3 separate regions of the Mus musculus genome follow, and all the other regions are linked to region 1. A link is a contact called in public ChIA-PET and HiChIP or PLAC-seq data. All regions are on one chromosome and are shown on one strand. The core of a region is the stretch at or near the end of the contact, and the rest is flanking DNA. Distances in the headings are between cores, read along the strand shown.

Evidence for each region. ChIA-PET counts read pairs in DNA pulled down with a chosen protein or histone mark. HiChIP or PLAC-seq counts read pairs in DNA pulled down with a chosen protein or histone mark.
Region 2: a contact with region 1 is called in an H3K27ac HiChIP or PLAC-seq map of regulatory T cells, with 6 times the contacts expected there. The contact joins two enhancer-like sites. A contact is called at or near these places in 2 of 484 Hi-C or Micro-C datasets (the N1E-115 cell line and bone marrow-derived macrophages), 9 of 115 datasets of contacts at active chromatin or transcription factors (craniofacial prominence, effector CD8 T cells, embryonic basal ganglia and 6 more) and 1 of 9 other capture datasets (embryonic stem cells).
Region 3: an RNA polymerase II ChIA-PET map of memory CD8 T cells shows a contact between it and region 1, with 94 read pairs. The contact joins two enhancer-like sites. A contact is called at or near these places in 2 of 15 datasets of contacts at CTCF or cohesin (the NIH/3T3 cell line and large pre-B cells), 2 of 484 Hi-C or Micro-C datasets (double positive thymocytes and nephron progenitors) and 9 of 115 datasets of contacts at active chromatin or transcription factors (the 230-238 cell line, double positive thymocytes, effector CD8 T cells and 6 more).

What each region holds. Positions count from the first base shown.
Region 1 is chr3:131,157,175-131,161,578 of GRCm38.p6, reverse strand. The region is part of intron 3 of Lef1 (lymphoid enhancer binding factor 1); the gene reads right to left. Among named protein-coding and RNA genes, the nearest start is that of Lef1, 49 kb to the right of the region's middle. Within about 2 kb of position 2,193, at least 22 of the 459 cell types and tissues checked have an H3K27ac peak or open chromatin away from gene starts, as enhancers often do. A contact at or near this core is called in double positive thymocytes, memory CD8 T cells and regulatory T cells, where this site is marked.
Region 2 is chr3:130,808,168-130,812,571 of GRCm38.p6, reverse strand. No RefSeq gene overlaps it. Among named protein-coding and RNA genes, the nearest start is that of Gm36443, 6.4 kb to the right of the region's middle. Within about 2 kb of position 2,326, at least 44 of the 459 cell types and tissues checked have an H3K27ac peak or open chromatin away from gene starts, as enhancers often do. A contact at or near this core is called in memory CD8 T cells and regulatory T cells, where this site is marked.
Region 3 is chr3:130,898,607-130,903,010 of GRCm38.p6, reverse strand. No RefSeq gene overlaps it. Among named protein-coding and RNA genes, the nearest start is that of Gm36520, 49 kb to the right of the region's middle. Within about 2 kb of position 2,405, at least 96 of the 459 cell types and tissues checked have an H3K27ac peak or open chromatin away from gene starts, as enhancers often do. A contact at or near this core is called in double positive thymocytes, memory CD8 T cells and regulatory T cells, where this site is marked.

The DNA.
Region 1 (4,404 bases), core at 944-3,443:
TTTTTTTTTCTGGACTTGGTTTGTCCAATCCAAATAAAAGCACGAGACAAACTCCCATTTCCCTTCCTTGCGTGTACAACACATTATATAAAAGGCAGTCCTGGAACTGGGGTCACTTGCGTCGGAGCAAGAGCAAGCACCCTCAGGAAGCCCTGAGCTGTGAGGTAAGACGCCCTGGCCTATCTGACAGATCTTTCCCATGTGGCAGAACAGGATGGTGAGCAGCACCAGCGCAGAGTCCAGCCTCCTCGGGTCCCTTGCTTGACAGGACGCTCACTTTGGCTTAGGATGAACAGCTCAACACAAGCCTTTAAAAATAAACCGAACAGAAGCAAACAAGCCCTCCCCTGTCACACCTCAGGTCCCCCGCTCCCTCCACTCCTGACACTATTAACCCCCTTAATTACATTAGAAGGAATCTGCAGTGAGATCTTACACATAATTAGGGTTGACTGCTGTGTGTTTTCCATTTTCTATCTGCAGCCGAGAATACAGGATGGGAACCAGGCCAACTGTGGAATTCGGCAGAGGCTCTTCCCGGTCCCAGGTTTAGCATACAGACTTGGGTGTCTAAAATCTTGACATTTCTATCTGTGTATTCCGGCTTGTTAACAAAGGGACTTGGCAGACAGAGGGGCAACTTGTTAGATCTGTTTGTCTCCATCTACGCAGCCTTTAGGTACATCTGCCCAAACACCTGTGTGGATGAACCAATTAAATCCAAAGCAGGAGTGAGACCATGCAGGAGGCACTGGCATCGGAGCGCCTTGGGCAACTCTTCTGGCTCCATTTGTCTCTGTTGTTAACAGGTGAAAAGCGGTGACTGGCCAAGGGCTGGATTGTCTACGGAGGCTTCTGAAACTCTAGAGGGACAGCCTGTCTACCAGGACAGCAAAGATGAGTTGCATGTCCCCTTTGCCAGAACTGTAAGGCCAGTGCTGCCATCACCAGCAGGGTGGCCACCGGAGAGTCACTCCGTTACTGTTTTCCTTCGTTTGGACAATAGGAGCGAGACCTGGGGGGGCCCAGAGGACTTAGTGGAGGGCACATGTTAATACGGACAAACCCCTTACAACGCTGTGCCGTCAGCATTCACGTAAAGGCAGGTATGTAAAGTGCCAAGACCCGGGGGCAGCAACCACCAGAAGCCGCAACCATCCTGAACTGGTACACACTTTAATCTAGAGACCAAAACTCAAACATTCAAAGCGTTTGAAGACATTCTCCGCTGTTACAAAACCATGACTTCCTGTTTTACATACAAGATTTTGAAAAACCAGGGAAGTCCTGTTTTGTTTTGTTTTGTTTTGTTTTTCCCTTTTCTTTTTTTGCTTTCTTATCCCCACCAAGTCTCAGGCCCTTGGCTGAGATGGGGGCAGGTACCATAGTTCTCAAGCCCCGTAATTAAACAGGAAGCCACCAATGGTCAACACCACTCCATTGAGATTCACTGGAGCTTCACCAATACAAATTACTTCCCACCAGTCCTTTCAAGCAATTATCACTTTTAAAGGCTGGAGGGGGAGGGGTGTGAAAGGGAAAGTAATGAGGATTCCCAAGGACAAGGTTCTCCCTTTCCAAAACTTCTCCTCAGCTTGCTGGCAGCTCCTACTGAGGCGGAGAAGAAGAGAAGGATGTAGCTCTAACCAGTTGTCCAGGTAGAAAATTAACAACTGCCAAACAATACTTTGTGTTGTGTGTGTGTGTGTGCCTGTGTATGTGTGCATGTGTGAGTGTGTAAATGTGTGTGCATGTGGATCTGAGTATATGTGTGAGTGTGAGTATGTGTTATGTATGAGTGAATGTGTTTGTGTGTGTATGTCTGTTGTTGATCCTAGGTAGTACAGAGATGGAAACTGCTCAGCATCGAAGTCCTTACCTCTGAGCACTTTCACTTTCTAAAAGTAATGCCTCAAGTGAGTTTATTCTGATTCCTCTGAAGCTGAAGTCTCCTTTAAGTACCATATATACTCCAGGCACTCACAGTCTCCACAATGGAACAGCGTTGGTTTGCCGCCTATGGTACAACTGCCTGTCTGTTCCTAAAAGACTGCTAAAAAGGATAATTGTCTTCGAGATGGAACTTGTGTCGAAAGGAACGACACAAATGCCATTTCCTCAACCTCCTGATTCAGTGCTCAGCCTTTGGCAACTGTCACCGGCGGCACCCCCTGCAGGGGCCTTGCTGCAGACCTTGTGTGACTGGCTTCCTCTGGAACCCTTGCCTACCAGCTTAAACTCTGCTTCTTCAGCTGTAAAAGGAGACGATTGTGTGTCGGTTACTGCAGGAAGTACTAGAGACAATAAACTCGTAAGCCAGGTTTAGTGGTTCACGCCATTAATCCTAGCACTTGGGAGCAGAGACAGGTGGGATTCTGTGAGTTCAAGGCCAGCCTGGTCATCATAGTGAGTTTCAGGTCAGTTGGTGCTATTGAGTGAGGCTGTTTCTAAATAAGCAAGCGCATAAATAAAGCAATAAATGCAAAAAACAGAATACTTATAACATTCACAACCCTTAGTCGCTGCTCGGTAACGACACGGCTATCTGCACCGGTGAGTTTTTACTGTCAACTCGACACAAACTATAGTCACCCGGGAAGATGGGATCTCAATCAAGGTTCTCAATCAAGAAATTGCTTCCATCAGATTGGCTGTGGGCGTGTCTCTGTCTCCTGGAGCATTTTCTTGATTAGTGATTGAAGTGGGAAGGCCCAGTCCATTGTGGGTGGTGCCATCCCCTTTGCAAGTGGTAGTCCTGTGTTGCATAAGAAAGCCAACTGAGCAAACCATGGAGAGCAAGCCAGCAGTGTTCCCTCATGGTTTCTGTTTTTGTTTCTTCCTTGAGCTCCCAGCTCCCTTCAATAATGGACCCTATCTGGTAAAAATATAATATAAACCCTTTCCTCCCTGAGCTGGATTTAGTCAATGTTTTATCCCAGCCACAGGAACAAGTCAGGACAATCCTTTGTATTACTGACCACTTGGATGGGTGCTACCATCAGAGCATCTTTGAGATTTGTCCAGACTCTGGGTAGCAATTTGCTTTATGTTGTTTCAATGAATTTGAAAGGCGATCAGCTTCATGAGAAAGATAGTACTTCTTCATGGAGAAAGATGGCCCTAACAACCAGGTCAAATTAGGACCAGCAGCCTTCCTGAGGTACTTTAGAATCTAAGAGATAATCAACTCCCCTCCCACACCCCCAAAGGGACCAGCAGAACTTGAGAACCAGAAGTGACAGTGACCTGAGCCAAGCCCTATAAAAGTCAACGAGGAACCTTCTGAGATGTGTCAGGTCAATGAGATATCAATGAGATATCCACCTCTGCCTTCAGTTCCCCCATTTTCCTCCTGAATGTGTCTAAAGCTGTGTAATTCCTAACGGTTTACACACATTTATCTTGCTTCCCACAGGCTGGTATTTGAGAACAACAATTGCTGCTTGCTGAGTATTTCAGAGACTCGGCCATAGACGACTCAGGTGGCTTAGTCACAGAGCATCAAGCAGGCCAGCTGCAGTCTTGGGGGACAGGGGATGGAGGGGAAAGCAAGAGGTGGCTGGTTCACCCCTTCCTCTGTTCCCAGAGACTCAGCCCCAACTGTTCTCTGTTCTTGACTAACAGCTGGGAGAAGGGAGAAAGGATGCAGGGAGGACCATGGGGCAAGCAAGCAAGATGCAGCTGGCATTCAAGAAAGATACTGCCGGACAAGAAAAGTATAAAGTGGGCTTAGGCCTGGTGCCTCACCGAGTTTTCAAATCACATTAATCTGTGCTCTGGTGTTTTGATAGAGACAGATGGGACCCATGTGGCGATGGCAAGAGGTGTGGCTACTGGGGAGGAAAGCCACACGGGCCCCAGCGTGACAAGCCTGTACACAAAGAAAATGGATTGGCGAGGGAGTGAGGGGCAAAGCCAGGGCGCCCATCCTGCCACAACCACACAGCCTGCAGGCAGGCTCACCCCAAACATCCTGTTTTGCCACACAATGCAGGCACCCCAAACCCAAGACTGCTTCCAGGGCTGACAAAATACCAAACATCCTCTAGTACGCTCTTGAGAACTTTCTGGTACTTTTTCAAAGGGTCAAACAAGGTGACTGTGACCCTGTGGGCAGAGAAGGGCAGGGCAGGGTCAGGGTGGGGGCAAGAGGCTGGTGGGGGCAGGAAGCTCTGCACAATGACACATGAACCCGAATGTCACCAGGCATTCACCAGGAACAATCACAGAGTCAAACCCAGAAAGATCCAAGTCCATTTCTGTTCTATTTTCAGCTCTCAAAATCTAGCTCTGGACCCTAAACTCATTTTTAACAAAGTAAAATAAAATTCCCACTCTGAAGACTAAGAATGAAAGACAGCATGCAAGTTAAAAGCAATCTGAGGTTCTCTTTTTCTCTCTTAG
Region 2 (4,404 bases), core at 1,077-3,576, 350 kb after region 1:
ATGGCAGCAAGTGGGGAGCCAGCTTGGTTTACAGAGAGAGGAGCAAAGCCAGCCAGGGTGTTTAATGAGATGCTGTGTCAAAAAGGAAGAAAGGAAGACAGGAAGTAGAGAGAGAGAGAGAAGAAAATGACAGATGAAAGAAAAAAAAAGCCACTTGAAATAAGTGCTATGCCTCCAGTCCTGTGTCTTGTGCTGTGCCCTGTGTCATTCTGAAGCGCAAGTTGTCTCACCTGCAGTATAAATCTCCAGGCTCTTAGCCTGGGCCCACCAGTTGCTTTGCAACCTTCTTCTGATTCCCCGGAACCTTTCCCTAGACTCCCAAAGTTCCCACTTCATCATTTATACATTTATTCATAGTATGCTCCTTGTCAAAGCAGCTGTTTCCTGACCCATCTTCAGACCTGGAAACCTTTTTTTTTAATCAATCTTCAGTGCCCAATGAAAATATCATTTCTATTGATGGAAATCAAAGCTGTTTCTACTTCTTAGCTATTGTAAATAATATAACAAAAAAAATACAAATGTACAAGTATCTCTACAGATACCCAGGAGTCATATGGACATTCTGTTGTTGGTTTTTTGAGAAACCTCCATACGGATTTCCATAGTGGCAGAATGGATAAAGAAAAGCACACATATACACAGTAGAATTTTATTCTGTTGTAAAGAAAAATGAAGTCATGACATGTTCAGGAAAATGGATGAAACTTGACATCATTATGTTAAGTGAAATAAGCCAGACTCAAAAAGACAAATGCTTCATGTTTTCTCTCATATGTAAGATCTGTGTGTGTGTGTGTGTGTGTGTGTGTGTGTGTCTGTGTGTCTGTGTGTCTGTGCATGCGTTGGAACTACAAAGAGAATCATGAGAGAGGAAGAAGGAATCTTAAGAAAGGGGAGAAGGGGAGGCGAGAGAAAGAGCCTCATGGAACACACATGACAATAGTAGAATGGGGGCTACTGAGGGGGACAAGGGGACCATCAAGAGGGGTTCAAGGAGACAAGGAGGGCAGTGGAAAGAAAGGGAATAAGAACAAAGCATTTATAAACATTTCATAAAGAAACCTTATTTGTTTGCTAACTTAAAACATAATAAAAATGTATTTCTATATAAGTGAGACAGTTTTATATTTCTGGTGTCAGGGTGCAGTCTTACAAACTGTCAATTTTAAATAGAGTTAATTTCTGCACTGGGGATGGGGGCACACATCTTTAATTCCAGTACTTGGGAGGCAGATTTTTGAGTTCACAGCCAGCCTGGTCTACAGAATGAATTCTAGGACAGCTATAACTACATAGATAAACCATGTTTCAAAAAGCAAACAAACAAATTTCTGAACAGCTCAAAAACTTCAGGCATCACTGCCCTGGGGCAATTTGTTTTCTTCTCCAGCGCGTCTTTTTCTTGTTGTTATCCAAGTATCTCTTGTTATCCACATTATCCCCAGCACACGCACCAAGCCTTTCTCCCGTCGTCCCCATAACATCAGCAGACTGACTTCCCAGTCCCAGCGGCAGCTGCTGTTGCTGCTCTTACAGCCAACGTCTGAGGCTGTGGTAATCACGAGTGAGTTTTGATTGTCATATAATCTTTATTTGGAGCAAAAACCAATGACGACTCTGGCTGAAATAGCAAAATTCAACAAAGCAGGTGGATTAAACCAGGTATCATGTGGATGCTTCCTCCTACAGTTAGGGATTGGTGTCTCTGGTCAGAACACTCTTACTCTGAAGGTTGGTGGTTGTGGTACTAGATCCTCATAGAGCAGAGATAGGCCATAACTGCCAGTCCTTATAGGAGGCAGTAAGCCAACCGTGAGGGCTATACTCTTTTGATGGCTGCCTCCCAGAAAGCCCCCTCCCCTGGAATGCACTGGGAGTAGGGCTTCAAACTAAAACCCTCAGGTGTGATGTGAAAGTCTCATGTGTTCTGTCTGGGATGGCATTTCGCGTTCTCATCTCCTACCCTGAGCCATGATTCATTTTCTGCAAGCCCCTTCCCTCTCATGCCCACATGTCGTCCTCCAAGTCAAGGTCCATGGCAAGATTCAGTGCTGACTCCTCCTTCACGCCTCACTGCTGCCATGGCAACATGATCTCCCCTAACTCCACACCATTCAGAAAGATGCCGCAGCTCCAGGGCAGATGTCCTCTTCAAACCTGACCAGAGCAAGCACAGAGGGCTCTCCCCCAGGAGACTCGGTTACTTTACGGATATTTGTGACTTTGCTGAGCCACATAAAGTTGTTTAAATGCCTATATTCATCCGATGGAACAAAAATAAATGGTGGTTAGATTCATTTTCCATTCCGCTTTTAGCAGCAGGTACTTATCTCCTTCCTCCATCAGGAAGGAAGTATGTGGGTGTCCCATGATTTCATGGGCTGTTGAGCAGTCTGAAATGGCCAGAGTTTGAAAGAACTCACTCTCATGGACCTGAGAATGTCTTCAGGCGGCCTCCAGAACGTCTCACTTTGGGTGACTAGTGGCCACTTCTACAAAGTCTCTCCACTCGGTGTTCCTGCCTTCAAGCAATCAGCGTACCGAAGTCAGCGGCACCTGTTTGACCTGGGCCTTCATAATTCTGGGCACTTGTGCTATGCAAACTATGAAGGGCTGCTGTCAGCTGCACAGATCCCACCTGTCTGTCTTCGAACAAGGTCACCCATGTGTACTGCAAGGGCCACTTTTCCCCTGTATGCAGTGAGGCAAGACAAAAAAAAAATTACCCAAAAGGAACCACAGACTCGGGCTCAGCTTAGATGACTCTTCTAAGAGGGATGGGGGGAGGGGAGCCTTACTACTTCGTGTTCCCTCGCTTGTTAATTGAAAAACTTGGCTTAGATCTGCAACCCCAGTACTGAGGGCACATGCAGAGGATGAAGGCTCAGGCGCAGGCCTGGGAGTCCTGTCTGAGGTAAAGCATGGAAACAGTATATCTACAGAGACCAGAAGCCATTTTTAAAATTTATTTTATGTATGTGAGTACACTGTAGCTGTCTTCAGACACACCAGAAGAGGGCATCAGATCCCATTACAGATGGTTGTGAGCCACCATTTGGTTGCTGGGAATTGAACTCAGGACCTCTGGAAAAGAGGTCAGTGCTCTTAACCGCTGAGCCATCTCTCCAGCTCTGTCACTGGAAGCATTTGAGACAGAAAGTCAGATGCTGGAGTTCTTAGTCAGATGCACATGATGGAAGCACACACATGAGCTCTCTGAGTTATCTCCATGCCTTTGATGGCAATTTAGAAAACAACACACCAATCAATCTGAGACTTCAGACAAGGGTCTCCCAGTCCAGGGGTCACAAAATGTTTCACCCAGGACTTTAGTAAGGTTCTGGTAGCCTAGCCACAACTAACCTTAGGTTTGGTATTTTGCATTTTCTGGATATGAAGGGATTGTTAGCCTCGGAGTAGCTGTGGCTATCTGCACAATTTCAAAGTAACCAGTCATCACTCCAGCATAAGGCGAGAAGGAGCTCACAGTCCCTACCCCTAGCATTGACGAGCTATTGATAGTTGATGGTTACTAGGGAAAAGAGAGTCATATTTCATTAAGGGTGCATCCCTTGGTAGGTCAGCCATTCTTGGGTGGGTAGCACTGCACCCTAGAGTACAAGGGTGAACTCCTACACAAACTGAATTCTTTGGGTGGTGTTGCTTTGTTTTGTTTTTTTAAGAAAATAAAAGAACAGTCAGGCACACACCTTTAATCTCAGCACTTGGGAGGCAGAGGCAAGTGAGTATTTGTGAGTTCGAGGCCAGCCTGGTCTACATGGTGAGTTCTAGAATAGCTAGAAAAAAGATACACTTTCTCTGAAGTAGAAGAAGGAAGAGGAGGAGGAGGAAGAAGAGGAGGAGGAAGAGGACATAAAGTTTGAAAAGGGGAATAAGGGGTATATCTAGGAGGACTTAGGGAGAAGAGCAGAGATGAATATGATCAAAATACACGCATATATGTATGTATTATGAAATTATCAAAGGTTTAATAAAAATACATTTTAAAATAAACAGAAACACACCCTTATTTTTCCACATGAATTTGTGATTTTAAAGGCACACACACTGCATCACTTTTCTCCCTTTGACATTTTCTCCACCCAGTTGGTATGGAGGAAGTAACTAGGTAACCTACCATCTTCCTCTGTGCTCTTCTGTAGCCCTGAGTTCTAAGGAGGCGGCTTTAGCCTCCTGTGAAGCAGAAGCCTTGTAGGGCCCCTTGAGAGATACCATCCAGGAGGCTCACATACACAGATTTGTAAGGGAAGAAAGAGAGCCAAGCATTAAATGAGAACAGTGATATTTGATAAAGCCCATTGCTCTGATATCACACTTCCAGGAGAGAGTTACCCTCACCTTAGACCAGTCTTACATCCTAGCTCTTCTAGTCAGTAACAC
Region 3 (4,404 bases), core at 1,156-3,655, 260 kb after region 1:
TACGCTTACTGATTGTGTGGGGGTAGATTGAAGGACAATGGTGGGCAGTGGTTATCCTCTTCTGTTACGTGGTCCTCGGGGTCACAGTCAAGCCAGCACACTTGGTGCCAAGTGCCTTCACGCGCTGAGGTGGCCAATTACCTTTGCTTTATGGATGTCAAGTGATTTGTTCGTCCCCCTGAGAGGTATCCCTGTAAGTGTTAATCTAGACCTAGGAAATGAGGCTCTGACTCCCCTGGTACTGGTGGGTAACCTGTTTCTCTCCGCTCTGAACTCTGCAGGTGAGGCCTATGTTTTGAGGTGCAGCCTAGGGGCAAAGAGCCTGTTGGTCTGCATCCTGGTCAAATATTTTCAACTTTAAACCTTTCCCCAGGGCTCAAGGGTGTGGTGACTCTCTGACCCTTCTTCCTGCCCCAGACTCTGGCTCCCTGAGCAGAACAGCGGGACACAGAGACTGCGCAGGATGCTGCTGTGCCAAACATCAAAGAGTTGGGCTGGCCTGTCTGCACAGGTGCCTGGCGTCCAAGCATGCTTCTTGGCCTGTGAACATACTACACTCACACGTGACCGTCATAACACACCACACATACTTATACACACCATAGATAAGACACACCACCCTCGTGCATACTATAAACAACACCCAGCACCTTGTACCTTCAGATCATATACACACACCTATGTAAACATGCTTCATACACAACAATATTAGACCACACACACAATCCATATATGCTTTATGCATACAATGGCTCACACTCTTAGTCACATATGAACACATGATACATATGTGAATTGTGCCTTTACGGTATTCCTCTCACATTTCACATCCTTGCACTATACATGTTCACACAACACATACATGTGTGTATACATATACATATAGTACAACACATGGACATATATTCTCTCATCTTTCCATACAAGGCTTATGTAGCACAAACATATATACTTTATGCAAATCATAGCACCTGCCTACCACAATACCACAATGTGTGACCTGATACTGTCCCATCACACATATGTGCATGCCATGTCCTTTCACACAGTACAGACAGACTATTACGTAAGTGTTTAAAGAGACACACACATCACACGGACCCCTTTGATACATAGCCGTTGACTCCACACACTCACACAGACTTTTAAAAAGTTCACTCACGTCTAAACTGCAGCTCTAACCCAGGAGTCCCCAGTCATTCTGCAAAGACACAGACAGCCCCTCCAGGGGCTTTTTTATTTTCTTTCTTCCTGGCATCACTGTATCCTCGTTGCTAGATAAATTAATTACAGAGTTGGAGGAACAGAAATCCAACTCCCACCCACCATGGCCCTGAAGTATCAACACTGTGGATCTATTTATGAACTTTCGAATCTGGAGCACGGTGCGCAGTGTCACTGTGCAGCCTGCGCGCTCTGGCAGCAAGCCGGAACAGTCTCTTTCATGTGGTGAGAAGTTTTGCCTCTCTGCTCAGCCCTTCTCCCCGGCGTTCACCTGGAATGTGTCACTGTGCAGAGAACAGACTTGTATGATGCCTGAACTTGGCCCACACCCAGCCTTGGGGCTTCTGATGGAACTCTGAGCAGGAGGGAAGCGGGCTTTGTTTAGGAGGAATCTGCCCAAGGTTTCACCTCTCCTGGTTCCGATGCGGGGGAGGGGAGAATTTACCCGCCCGGGAACCCATTTCTTTCTTGTTCTGATTTTGCGCTGGCATGGGATGGTGACGGTTCTTCTGATGCTAGATTGATTCCATATGGGGGTCTTTCCAGTTTGAGGGGCGTCTTCCTCCATCCAGGCTGAAGCTAGAGGAAGAGCATACTCATTGGAAGGCCACCGTAAACCATGCGCACCTGTGCTCCAGTGGACTCGGTTATCTCCTCAGTACTCAAGAAGGGCCTGAGACAGATGTATTGTCATGGCGGCCATCACCAATTAGCTGCCTCAAGACCCAGGAGACAAGGGCCTTTGTGGGCAAGGCCCACTGGGGCCAGGTTGAGGCTGATAGTCTGCCTATCCACCATACTGCTTCCTGGTGCCTCTCTTCAGTGCTCTGGGTCAAGACTGTCCCAAAAGACTGTCTGGATGTCCCCAAGTGGTCTCACAGGAGAATCAAAGAGACTGCAGAGGGCAAGTTCTACTTTTTTTTTCCTGTAGCTCTGCCGGGAACATGCAGCCAAACAGAGGCCGGTGTGGAACAAAGGTTTCAAGAAAACACAGTGACTGACTTGACATACTACAGGCACAGTTTGGCCCCAGCACTTCAAAGGCCTTCAGTTTTTAGTAGGAGCCAAGTCCTGATACCAGGGGAATCTAGATAACGCATAAGCTTCAAGACTTGATAGTAGTGTGAAGTGGGTGGCAGCAGATAGCTTTGGGCTGTTAAAGGAAGGAGAGAGGCAGTGCAGTGTGGGTAAGTGGCAGTGTTTTGAGCCGAGTGTGATGAAGGCTCGTGATTAGGCGCATGAAGCATCGCAGACTGTGTCCACGAAGCGTCGCGAACTGTGGTCCACGAAGCGTCTCAGACTGCTGTCTGTCTGGGCAGTCTGGGTGAAATTCAGGTCTGGAGTAGTGTGGAACCTTTGGTTAGTGGCTTTCACTTCCCAGGGACTGGGTTCCTTCCCTCAGCTAGCCATTTTTGTTTCATTTCAACTCATGTTTCCTCTCTGCGGCCTCTGTCAGCATTAATATAACGTTTCAGCCTAATTGCGAGCTACTTGAGATGCGTCCACCCCGAGCGCGGGGAGTCGGGAGGCCCACGAAGAGGAAGCAGCCGATCAGTGCGGTGCAGCCAGATGGCTATTAGCTGTCTAGTGAGGAAGCTGGGCCAGGGACCCGGAGGAGAAAGGCCGGCATTGTGGCCTGCTCTGCGGTCTCACTTCTGAATAACTTCCCAAGAACTGAAGGGCGGGTAGGGTTCTCTTGCTTCCTGAGGGCGTGGATGCGCGATGCATCCCTTGATTTCAAGGAAAGGCTCAGGAAATACGTGGTCCGAGGAGAAAGGAGCCTCAATGGGTTTTTTGTTGTTATTTTGCAAGGGATCTTGAAGTGAATGACCACACGCTGCCCACTGGGTGAATAGCAGCATTTATTTCTCAGGGCAGGGAGACCCAAGTGGAGCTGCTGGGAGACCCTGCCCTTCCTGGGTCTCTGGCTACCTACAGCTCTGTGGCGACTTTGTCCTGATAGAGTCTCAGGTGGTGTGAGCCAAAGGGGGGTAGCAGACAGCAGGAGTGTCTCCCTCTGATCTTTCTCTAAGATTGTCTCTTTCTGGCCTTGGGCCATTTTCTTGGCTACTTCACCTCAGTTTCTCTATCTATAAAATGGGATAATGGTGTTTACTTACTTACCTCATGAGTATTATAGGAATTAATTACTGTTTGTAAGGTACTTTGAAGATGAAAAGAACGAGGTGGCATCACCATCATATTATGAAATATCTCCCACTGCTACCAGCCAGGTTCTGCCGGAGCCAAGCAAACATTTCCACCTCAACTCCAGAGAAGCTCCTCATATAGGACCCTCCCAGTGGATTCTCACAGAACACCCTCACAGGATATACACAAGAGACCCTCCCAGTGGATTCTCACAGAACACCCTCACAGGATATACACAGGAGACACTCCCAGGGGACCCTCACAAGGGATCCACAAAGCAGACCCTCACAGGAGATCTACACAGCAGACCCTGACAGGATATCCTTACACGGAACCCTCACAGGGGCTCACAGTTGATCCACAAAGGGGACCCCCACATACAAGGGACCCTCACAGGAGAGCCAAACAGGGGACCTCCACAGGGGACCCTAACAAGAGATCCACACAGGGAACCCTCATAGGGGACCCTAAAAAGAACTCCACCCAGGAGGGCTTCAGAAGGGATCCCCACAGGAGAAACCCACAGGTGACTCCCACAGGGGGCCCTCAGAAGAAACCCACAAAGTCCCCATATTTTCTCATTCCACCTACCCTACGCAAAAGCAGTTCTTATGGAGCATCTGGGGGTGGTGTGTGTGTGTGTGTGTGTGTGTGTGTGAGAGAGAGAGAGAGAGAGAGAGAGAGAGAGAGAGACAGAGACAGAGACAGAGACAGAGACAGAGAGACAGAAGCACATCCCTACAAAGAGTCCTTGAGCGGTAATGTTAGTAAGGAGAGTTGGCCATATGAAGCAGCGACCCCATATGCACAAGAGTCTTTCACAAATGTGATTTAGCAGGACAGGGTCAACTGTTACCACTTTAGCCATGTGCTTCTGATGTACGACGTGGACTGTATTGATGTCTTTGTTTTAAGTTTTAATTTTCATGTGGTACTGGAGACTGAACCCATCCCTTTGGGCATTGCTACCACAAAACTTTAAGCCCCTTATTTATTTATTTATCTATCTATCTATTTATTTATTTATTT